Regions from separate parts of the Mus musculus genome. Here all the other regions are linked to region 2. The links are chromatin contacts, called in public HiChIP or PLAC-seq and promoter capture Hi-C maps. All regions are on one chromosome and are shown on one strand. Each heading gives the region's core, a stretch centred on a gene start, on an enhancer-like site or on the middle of the called end of the contact. The rest is flanking DNA. Distances are from core to core; before and after follow the strand shown.

Region 1 (3,385 bases), core at 570-3,069, 220 kb after region 2:
GAACCACTTATTTTCACGTGTGGGTTCTGTGGCTCTACAGATGGGAAGGCTATCAAAGAAAAACTGCTGCTCACATTTCCTTACTACCCCTGTCCTGTGGACTCAAACTTTCTGGGCTGGGGCTTTAGGGTGGAACGTTATACTATTTATAATATTTTTCAGGTCCTTGGTATTTCTCTTTGTCCTTCAAACACGAAGTCTTCTCCCTACACATCTGCTGCTCTTTCTCTGCAGGCAAACAAAGGAACTTGCTGCCTCGTTCTGCATGACATCATGTGGGTAACCAGATCAGTCAGGTTCTTCCTTTAGGCCTCCTTCTGTGGTCTCCTCTAGCCATAGCAGTGTTAACGCTGCCCAATCCAGACACTGCGGCTGGCCTGAAGCTCTGATCTAGGTCTCTTTCGGTATCTTATTCATTACCAAGCTGAGTCTTTCCTAGAAACCTTTCTTCCCATCTCTCTCATGCTTTCCCTCCCTCCTCCATCCCCATATAACCACCATGAGGCATCCTAGCTGGCCTTCTCAGGCTTAAATGCCTACTTCCAGGTTTATGTTTTGGGTTCACAAGCCCCACTCTTTGGAAAACACAGTATCCTTCAACTATTTACATTTTACCTGATAATTCTGTCATATAGTCTCTTCAACAGAAAAAGAGACTGTTTTCAGAGAGTAGTTTAGTGTCTGATTAAAACGACCAAAAGCTTTCCTGCATTTTACCTTAATTTACTGAGGTTAAAAAGAGTCTTAAAGTTGGCGAGGTGCTTTATAGATGATATAATTCCTTGCATTTAATGCCAAGTTTTGAAGCATCTCGAACATAGAAGGGAATTCAAGAAGAGAAAGCACAGGGTGTGGCGTCAACCCAGGAAACAGCTGAACCTATAAAGTGTTTGTATCCTCTTCCTTGCAAGGATTAGAAAAAGGTTTTGCTGCTCAGTAAAGAACACTTATGTTCATCTTGAAACACAACATCAGATCAGACTGTTTTGAAAGGGTTATATCTGTCCTTTCTGATCCCTGAGATCATCTTACTTCCAACCCCCCCCCCCGCCCCACCCCCATAAAGTTTGATGAAACTTAAGTCACTGAGGCTGAAGTGGAAAGTCGCTAGTTAAGGATGGGGACTATACTAATTTGTTCATGGTTTTCTTGCTTGCAGAGAAATTAGTTTCCTGCTTTTTAAGCAGATACTTATTAACTATATACAGTTGCCACTAGCCGTCTCCTCCACCTCCCTCCCATTTCACAAGAGAGAAGCATGTTTTAAACACAGAAAAGTCTCATATTCTCTACTCCTATCACATGAACTGCACTTCAGGACCTCAGGGTACTAACCCAGAGATGACTGCAGGCCTGGCTGCCCTAGGTAAAGGCAATCCTCCAGACTCTAGGTCTTGTGTCCTCCACCCACCACCCCAATCCCCATCCCCACGCGCCAGCTCCGCCCCAGCAAAGAAGATCCCAGAGTCCGGTGAGGCCTCTGCTCCACTAGTGTGGTCCAGGGAGAACGAAGGCCCCTAAAAGCTGCGACAGCGCCAGACCCAGCCAGCAGGAAGGGGAAGCCACCACAAGAAGGGTACCTCAGGGCCCAGCATGTCCCATCTTGCCCTAGACACTCAAGGTCCCTGTAGCCCCTACGATCCCTCAGTGCTCAGGGCCATCAGCCTACCACGTCCGCCACCCCTGGGTATCTCGGATCCAGTCTCCGTTCGCGTTCCGCGCTTCCTGCCTACCCTGCTTCCGAAGAGAAGACATACTGGACCCCAGCCGGGATCTCTGGCCCCAGCCGCCACCAGTCGCGCGGCGCTTCCGGATTCCTCTCGTGTAGGCCCGCCCACAATATTAGGAGTGCCTAATCCGGACCCGAATTCCCCGCCGCTGGATGTCAATCATCCATATTCGGGGGCGGATTGGTTCGTATGCGGCCCGGGCGTGGCTTAAACTCTGCCTCTAGGAGCCTGGCTCTGGAGCCTGCGCGGAAGGCAGACGGCCTGAAAGCTCTGCTCCTGTGGTTTGCGGTTTGCCCCTGTGATGGACGTGGGCCAAGACACAGCTGGGGACAGTACCGGCTCTGCACACTTGCGGAACTTGGAGTGCAAGCTGGAGAAAGGTTGCTGAGGAGAGAAGGAAGGTCTGGAGGCTTGAAGCAAGGCAAGGTTCCCCAGACACCTGCAATCCGTTCCGCGCGCCCCTCACCACGTCTGCCAGTTGTACCGCTGCACGGCTGGAGATGCTCCCATCTGTTTCGCGTCTACGAATCCCTCTCATTGTGTCGTCTTCCACTTTGCTTTTAGACCAGCTGTGTTACCGCGCTGGAGCCCTTGTTCCCTGTTGACATTGAGTCTTCACCCTTGAACTGCGTCTTCAGAAACATGACTGCCAAGTTCCTACATGGTCTGCAAGCTGGTGGTAACGTTCATGAAAGGTCAGATAGAGGAGCATGACCAAGAAGACTGTAAGGACCATATTCCAAAGAGATGGGCTCTTTGAAGGGAAATAATGCAGGAGCAAATGATTTGGGTTTCATCTTTGAGAAGATGAAAGAGGAAGACCTGATGTTATGAAGAGAATGCTCAAAACATTTTTAGAGCCTATCTAACGCAGGTTTGGATCTGGAAGGAGAGAAGGCGCGCGGTTGTTGCTATTGCAGGACTCTCTGGAACACTCACTCGGACATCAGTGAGAGTAGAAGCGAAGAGATGTCGCAGATGGACTCAAGCCAGGGTTGCTCCTGAAAGGCTTGGTTGGGCTCCAGTCTGTTGTTTGCGTTTTATACTCTAAAACCACAAGGTGGGGTGGGCAAGCAAGCGAAATTTTACAGATGCCTAAGAGGCAGTCAGCAGGTTGTTAAGGGTAACATAGCCCAATGTTTCTGCTATTTCTCCAGGTCGTTATGTTCCAAGTAGCCAGTAAAGACATGCTTGTCAAATAAGCAGGACAAGCAGTGCTTTGAATAAGTCATGAAATGAATCAATAAATCAGTATTTAATAATAGGTCTCTGCTGCTTTCTTCTACTTTACTGGTAAAGATCATGGAAGAAGCAACTTCAAACGGAGATGTGTAAAATTGATGCATTGAGCTTCGAAGTGAAATGACCCAATGTAAATGTCAAGGAAGTGGCTTCTGTCTCTCGGTTAAAAGGAGGTTGTAGCAGATGAAGCAAAAGTCCATTGCTAGCCCATTGCCATAAGGGAAATGTTGATCGTTAGCATCTGAGTTGTGACATAGAAGGTTGTGGGAAGAGTAGTCAGAGTGTGGATGTGTTTGCAGGCAAAGCAAAGGAAATTTTCTGACTCATCAGATTGGTCTGTGGTAGAAAAGTGAAAGTTTAGAATGGGTTCAGAGTTTTGGTTCAGAAGCTGAAAAGTTGGGGTTTCAGGATCA
Region 2 (3,241 bases), core at 1-2,500:
CACTAGTGGGCATTTTTGTGGAGCATTTTCTTGATTGCTAACTTATGTGGGGAGACCCCCACACACTGGGGGCTGTTCCGTACCTGGGCAGGTGGGCCTAGGCTGTATAAGGAAGGTAACAAGCCATCTAGAAGAAAGCCAGCTAGGAATAGCACCAAGGTCTCTGCTTACTCAAGGTTCCTGCCTTGAGTTTCCTCAGTATCTTATAAAGTAAACCCTTTCCTCCCCTAAGTTCCTTGAAGGTGCCAAACATCCTCACTTAGAATAACAAGGGTTAGACTTCCAGCACCTCAAAAATTGAAAACAAGTTGGGCAGTGGTGGCACTCATTTTTTTTTTTGTTTGTTTGATTTTTTTTGTTTTTCTAGACAGGGTTTCTCTGTATAGCCCTGGCTGTCCTGGAACTCACTTTGTAGACCAGGCTGGCCTCAAACTCAGAAATCTGCCTGCCTCTACCTCCCGAGTGCTGGGATTAAAGGCGTGCACCACCATGCCTAGCGGCACTCACCTTTAATCCCAGCACTTGGGATCAAGAAGTGTGCTTGCTGACTCTTAGACAGTGACTGTTGGTGCAAACGGTCATGGATTCCCAAAAGTGGGTTAGGAATGCTTGTGGTGGCTCGTGCCTTTGAGCCCAGCACCTGAAAGGAGGCAGAGACAGGTGGATATCAGGGCTACATAGGGAGAGACGGTCTTAAAAAAAAACAAAGTCACTAATGTGTTATGTGTCAGACAGCGTGGGATGCTTAAATAAGGTGGCCCTGGGTTCATTTCTATCATCATTCAAGTCCAAAATGCAAGGAATCAAACCACTACCACCACCAATAACAACAAAAAGGCAAAAGCTTAAGAAATTACATAGGTGTATAAAGTAAGGTAAACTAGGTCCTCACAATCTTTCAAAGCAAACAGACTAATACTAAAACTAAAAGTGAATACATTTCAATTGCAATTGAAGCCAATTTTTAGAGTTTTGTGTTTGGAGACATGAAACCTGTTTACTGCCTTCGAAAAGCTTTGTATTTGCCTTGTATTTCTAGTTTAGACAGTATGTCTTATTGGAATGAATGAATGAACGCATCCTTATTAGGAAGGAACAAATCAAAAGACAAAAATAATCAAAACGAACCTACCAAACAAACAAACAAACAAAAAACCCAAACAATCAAAAGAGGGGTTAAGCAAAGAGACAGAAGCCCAGGCCTGGGGCTGGGCCCTTGCTTCCTCCGGCACAGCCCAGCTGGGAACCTTAGGGGCCGGGGGAAGGGGGCGACCCGGAGGCACGCGACGGCACTTCCGGTGCGAGCGCGCGGTACTTCCCGGCTGGTCCTGCGTCCAGCCGCCATTCCCGAGGCCGCACAGCCAGCCCAGAGTTTCCTGTGGGCGTTTCCTCCTCTTCACTTCAGGACGCCTCGCCGGATGGTGAGGAGCGGGCGGGCGGGCGCCTCGGTACGGGCTGCAGGGTTCGGCGGGAGGGCGGGCGCCGTGGTGCGCTTGGCGCGGCCTGGAGGCCGGAGCGCCCGGTGGCCTCATCCTTGCTCTCCGCCTCCGGGGCCAGCCTTGTGTTTTTCTTGCGTGGCGGCGCACAGGATGGGAGGGGGCGGTATCGGTCTGGAATCTGCTTTAGGGCTGCTGTCCCGAGGCTCCGAAGGTCTCTGGACGTGGACCGTATCCGGGCTTAGCCTCGCCCAGGTACCCTTTCGGATGGATGGCTGCAGCCTAGCGGGGTGTTTTCCCGAGAAAGGGCCAGCGCTTTGGCACTTGACTGTGGAGTGTAAACCGGTGCCAATCTAGTATTCCCAAACATTTAATTAATCTAAAGATCGCTCGGTGCCCAGAAGTTCTACCCCCAGGTCAACGGATCTTGCTTGTCAAGAACACAAGGAACTCAGAGCCATTAGCTACACTGTTAGTGGCACACACGTGGCCATGCACTGTCTCTCCTGTAAACTGTGGATCTCCTAAATTAGGCTGACGCTGCGGCTCGATGGTGAGCCCGTGCTTAGCAAGAGTGAGGCCTTGGGTTCCATCCCAGGACTTGGGAACAAAAAAGTGACACTTGTTACAAATTAGCTCACTGATCAACACAAGTTGTTAATGGAATTGGAAAACGTGTAGAAACGTAAGGGTTATTTGTGCTTTGTGTTGTTGTTGTTGTAGTTTTTAAAGAAAAACAACCAGTCAAAAATGTATAACCTTAAAAAAAAAGGCTATTCATAAAGAACAGTCTTATGGGCTGGAGAGATGGTGGCTCAGTGGTTGGGAGCACTGACTGCTCTTCCAAAGGCCCTGAGTTCAGATCCCAGTGACCACGTGGTGGCTCACAACCATTTGTAAGACAGCTACAGTGTACTTATATATAATAAAATAATAATAAGAAAAAACAGTCTTGGGCTGGAGAGATCACTCAATGGTTAAGAGGTCTGACTGCTCTTCCAAAGGTCCTGAGTTCAAATCCCAGCAACCACATGGTGGCTCACAACCATCTGTAATGAGATCTGATGCCCTCTTCTGGGGTGTCTGAAGACAGCTACAGTGTACTTATGTATAATAATGAATCTTTTTTTAAAAAAAGAAAGAACAGTCTTATTAGTATATACGTAGACTAATAGTGCCAACATCCTAGGTTGCTTTCTGTTGCTGTGATCAAAAAACACCTGTGGGGAGGAAAGGATCAATCTCATCTTACAGGTTATAGTCCATTGTTGAGGGAATTAAGGGCAGGAACTCAAGCAGAAAACACAGAGTAGAGCTGTGTTCTAGCTTGTTCCCAAACTCACAATTCAGTTCCCTTTCTTATACAGCAAAGGCCTACACACCTAGGGACAGTACCTGCTACCGTGGGCTGTGCTTCCCACATCAATCATAAATCAAGAAAATGCTCCACAGATGCCTATTAAATCACTATGATGGAGACAGTTCTTCAGGTGAGGTTCCTGTATCCCAGGTGTGTTAAGTTGGCAACTAGTGTAGCTTACATATCCACTAAGCTCACACATGTTCTGTGTTGGAGTTTTAACATAAAACATATATCAAAGTGTATTTTTAAGGGACTATCAAGACCAGGTATGGTGACTCGATGCCTTTCGTCCAAGAACTCGGGAGGCAGGGGAAAGTGGTGCTCTGTGAGTTGGAGGCCAGCCTGGTCTACATGATGAGTTCCAGGACAGCTAGGACGGCCTAGAGACCCTGTGTCAAGAAACAAAGCAGGACTGTCCATAACTAGTATTAGGTCTCCAGGA
Region 3 (3,205 bases), core at 616-3,115, 140 kb after region 2:
ACCAGAATTAACTAGACCCTAAGTCTATCATCCTCACTGTTCACGTCACCTTTAGCCTGGCAGACCGTTCCTCCCTGTGAAATCTTGGAAGTCACATCCATAACGGTCTCTCCGTCTTGCTCTTCTGGCCTCCGTTTTGAGACAGGTCACTCCTGGAAGCCTGCAGAGGTGCTTCTCCGATTTTGTTGAGTCATATGTTACCATGAAAACAGTCTTCATGAGGCCTCACCAAATCTCTCCAGAGCCCTGGCTCTGGGGGCCTCTTTGGGCCGTCCCAGTGAGCCGGTTCTAGGCATAGCTGGCTTTTTCTGCTGTTCTTGAGCTGTCAGTCTTTTCTGATTCAGCTGCCCAAAGCTGTCCATTCCCTGCAATTCAGGATTTCCTCAGTGACTCATCATTTTCCAAATAGTAATTTCTTAGGTCCTTAGGGCTGCCTGGGCTGTCAAACATCTTAGCTGCAATTTCAGAGGATGTCCTGACACTACAGAGCGGTTGGAGGAAGGGATCCTGTTCTACAGTCATTCACCTTGGAGCGTCTGTGGCTGCCCTCACTACAGTTAAGTTAAACCGAAGGGCAGAGCATATGAGTCTTGATGGGCACTGTTCTTTCACCCCTTGTTATGACTGGATCATGTGGCCACGATGGACTGCAAGGGAACTGGAGTATCTGGTTATGTTGTATTCCAGGAAGTCAAAGAGAACTTGGGGAGTGAGTGGCACTTTCTGCCATTGTTAAATATGTGGCAGTATCCAGGATTCAAATTTAGTCCAGGGACGTGAGGAGTCGGGGAGTCCCTCACCACACAGACTAGGTGGCTGTTGACATTCGGGCATTCTGTAACACCCAGGGTGCATCTTATTGCTGAAGGCAGTAATTCAGCAACAGGCTGAGAATCTGCATTCCTGACAGGCTTTGGAATTCCAACCAATAGGCTGGAGGGGTTGGACCTGGAGAGAAGCTGGTGGACAAAGCAACCATTTGATACAATGAGCTGATGTCTTGCTACATTTTCTTAGGCTGTTCTCTCACAGTGAGCTGTTGGCACACAGATAGTGGGTAGTTGTTGCACTGGCTAGATATGACCCTGGCAACAGTTATCTCCTGCTTAAGGAGAGTGGAGGCCACTGCAGATGAATATCTGAGCTGCAAGAACCAAAACTTGGCTGGGCGGTGGTGGTGCATGCCTTTAATCCCAGCACTTGAGGTGGAGGTGAAGGGGGTAAGAAGGAAGCAGAGGCAGGTGGATCTCGATGAGTTTGTGGCCAGCCTGGTTTGCAAAATAAGTAGTAAGACAACCAGGGTTACACACACACACACACACACACACACACGCACACCACGTCTCAACAAAACAAAACCAGCAACAAAACAACCAAAAATTTCTGGGCGTGTTTGCATTCACCTTTCTTAAACCCCATCACCGTAGATGCAGAGGCAGGCGGAGCTCTGGGATCAGGAGCAGCCTGGTGTGCAAAGAAAGTTCTGCGCCAGCCAGAACTACATAGTAAGACTCTGTCTCAACAAAGAAACGAACAAAGAGCAAAGTAAACCTCAAAACAAGCCCCTGAGTTTCAAAAAGCTTTCTCTTTTTGATTATTTTCTGTGGTACTGGCTGGCAAGCTCTAACTGGCTGGCTGTGGCCCCTTCAGCCTCAGCACCGATCCCATGCGCAGCTCAGGTCTCTGCTCTAGCCTGGCACTCACATAGGCATTGGGGAAGCTAACGTGCTTCCAGAGGCTCCTTCTCCAGTCAGGACATCGTGCTCTGGACCTAGCTCACTTCCTTCAGAGCGGGGCATACCTTGGGGTGTAGGTGGGGACCAGACACGCCAAAGCCAGGAAGTGACGTCAGCAAGATCCTGCTCAGACAGGGACCCGCTATCTTCTCATACAGAGGCCTGTGGTTAAGAGGTGTCCACACCCCCGTGTGCTGCTTATACAGGGGCCCTGAGTTCACCTCCCTCCCCTGTTCTTGGCTCTTCAAAGCCGCACTTTGGTCCAGAGTTCTTGCATCCTCCTCTTTTGCTTTGTGCATAGTTAGGATAGGGTAAGGCGCTAGTCACAAATGGCATGATGCCGTATTGCTTGATACCGGACTTAGCCTTCCTACCCTTAGGACCCAGACATACATATGATCAGCCACTCAAGTCCTAAGATACGCTGATGCAACACAGACAGACAGACAGACACTGTTCACACTGGAGAGGCTCAGTACATAGAGACAGAACTGGATTTTTTCCCACTTAATACGTGACAGTGGCTGGAGTGCGGGACAGAGTTGTCCTGATCATTCTGACCTAATCCAATAAAAGCTTGAGATAATTCACATTTTCTTAAAACTCAGTTTTGCTTCAACAAAAACTTTAAAAGTTCCTCTAGGGAGAATGAGCGGTGGAACATTTGAAACTTAGCAAATCACTCCAGTTCACTGCCTCAGCCTGGCTTGGGGTTTGACTGGACTCTGCCTTCAGAGAAAAAAACCCCACAGATCCCTAGACTGGAAGCAGACTCCATTTCAAAGACATATACCTCCTCACTTCGCCCGGCAATGGGGAGCTAGGGAAAGGGTTTACTCCATTCTAGCGTACAGTTCCATGACTGTAAAATGATGGGCAATCTAACCAACTATGCTTATTTTTCTTTCTTTCTTTTTCTTTTTCTTTCTTTCTTTCTTTCTTTTTTTTTTTTTGAGACAGGGTTTCTCTGTGTAGCCCTGGCTGTCCTGGAACTCACGTTGTAGACCAGGCTGGCCTCGAACTCAGAAATCCGACTGCCTCTGCCTCCCAAGTGTGGGATTAAAGGCGTGCGCCACCACGCCCGACCCAACTATGCTTATTTTTCAAATTTTCTTCAATCAGATTGCGAAGGGAGAGCAAGGCCTCAGTTTGCTTTGGGCCTGCCTTGGTTTGTGGCCTCAGTGAATATGACTCACATCCTGAAATGAAGCTCACCGCCTGGATGAGTGCCCCTTTGTGGCTAAGTATAAGCTGCACTGTCAGGGCATCATTTTCAAACAAGAATAAAAATGAAGGGAATTCCCAAGAGTCCCTTAACAGCACGACTTAGGAAGCCAAAAGGGGAAAGAATCACAGTTGTAACTCTGGAAGGCCGTCATTAGCGTGGTGAAGGTTAATAGCTGGTGCCCGTAGGATTCTCCAATCATTCCCCATGGACAAAACCTTCTTCCAAAGATTACTCCAATTAT

Evidence for each region. HiChIP or PLAC-seq counts read pairs in DNA pulled down with a chosen protein or histone mark. Capture Hi-C pulls out chosen DNA fragments and counts their contacts.
Region 1: a promoter capture Hi-C map of adipose tissue shows a contact between it and region 2. The contact joins the promoter of Erich1 here to the promoter of Champ1 in region 2. A contact is called at or near these places in 9 of 39 promoter capture datasets (the C10 cell line, the HPC-7 cell line, embryonic stem cells and 5 more), 4 of 484 Hi-C or Micro-C datasets (the G1E-ER4 cell line, the HL-1 cell line and embryonic stem cells), 11 of 115 datasets of contacts at active chromatin or transcription factors (CD8 T cells, effector CD8 T cells, embryonic stem cells and 4 more) and 4 of 9 other capture datasets (adipose tissue, liver, macrophages and 1 more).
Region 3: a contact with region 2 is called in an H3K27ac HiChIP or PLAC-seq map of embryonic stem cells, with 11 read pairs. The contact joins the enhancer-like site here to the promoter of Champ1 in region 2. A contact is called at or near these places in 2 of 39 promoter capture datasets (liver and pre-B cells), 4 of 115 datasets of contacts at active chromatin or transcription factors (CD8 T cells, embryonic stem cells and memory CD8 T cells) and 1 of 9 other capture datasets (adipose tissue).

The regions. Positions count from the first base shown.
Region 1 is chr8:14,088,508-14,091,892 of GRCm38.p6, forward strand. Erich1 (glutamate rich 1) reads right to left here and starts at 1,820. Exons shown (of 6, transcript NM_001034862.2): 1 at 1,734-1,820. The coding sequence starts at 1,755.
Region 2 is chr8:13,868,391-13,871,631 of GRCm38.p6, forward strand. It overlaps Champ1 (chromosome alignment maintaining phosphoprotein 1), which reads left to right and starts at 1,251. Exons shown (of 2, transcript NM_181854.2): 1 at 1,251-1,421.
Region 3 is chr8:14,010,891-14,014,095 of GRCm38.p6, forward strand. No RefSeq gene overlaps it. Among named protein-coding and RNA genes, the nearest start is that of Gm39134, 13 kb to the right of the region's middle. Within about 2 kb of position 1,866, at least 64 of the 459 cell types and tissues checked have an H3K27ac peak or open chromatin away from gene starts, as enhancers often do. A contact at or near this core is called in CD8 T cells, embryonic stem cells and memory CD8 T cells, where this site is marked.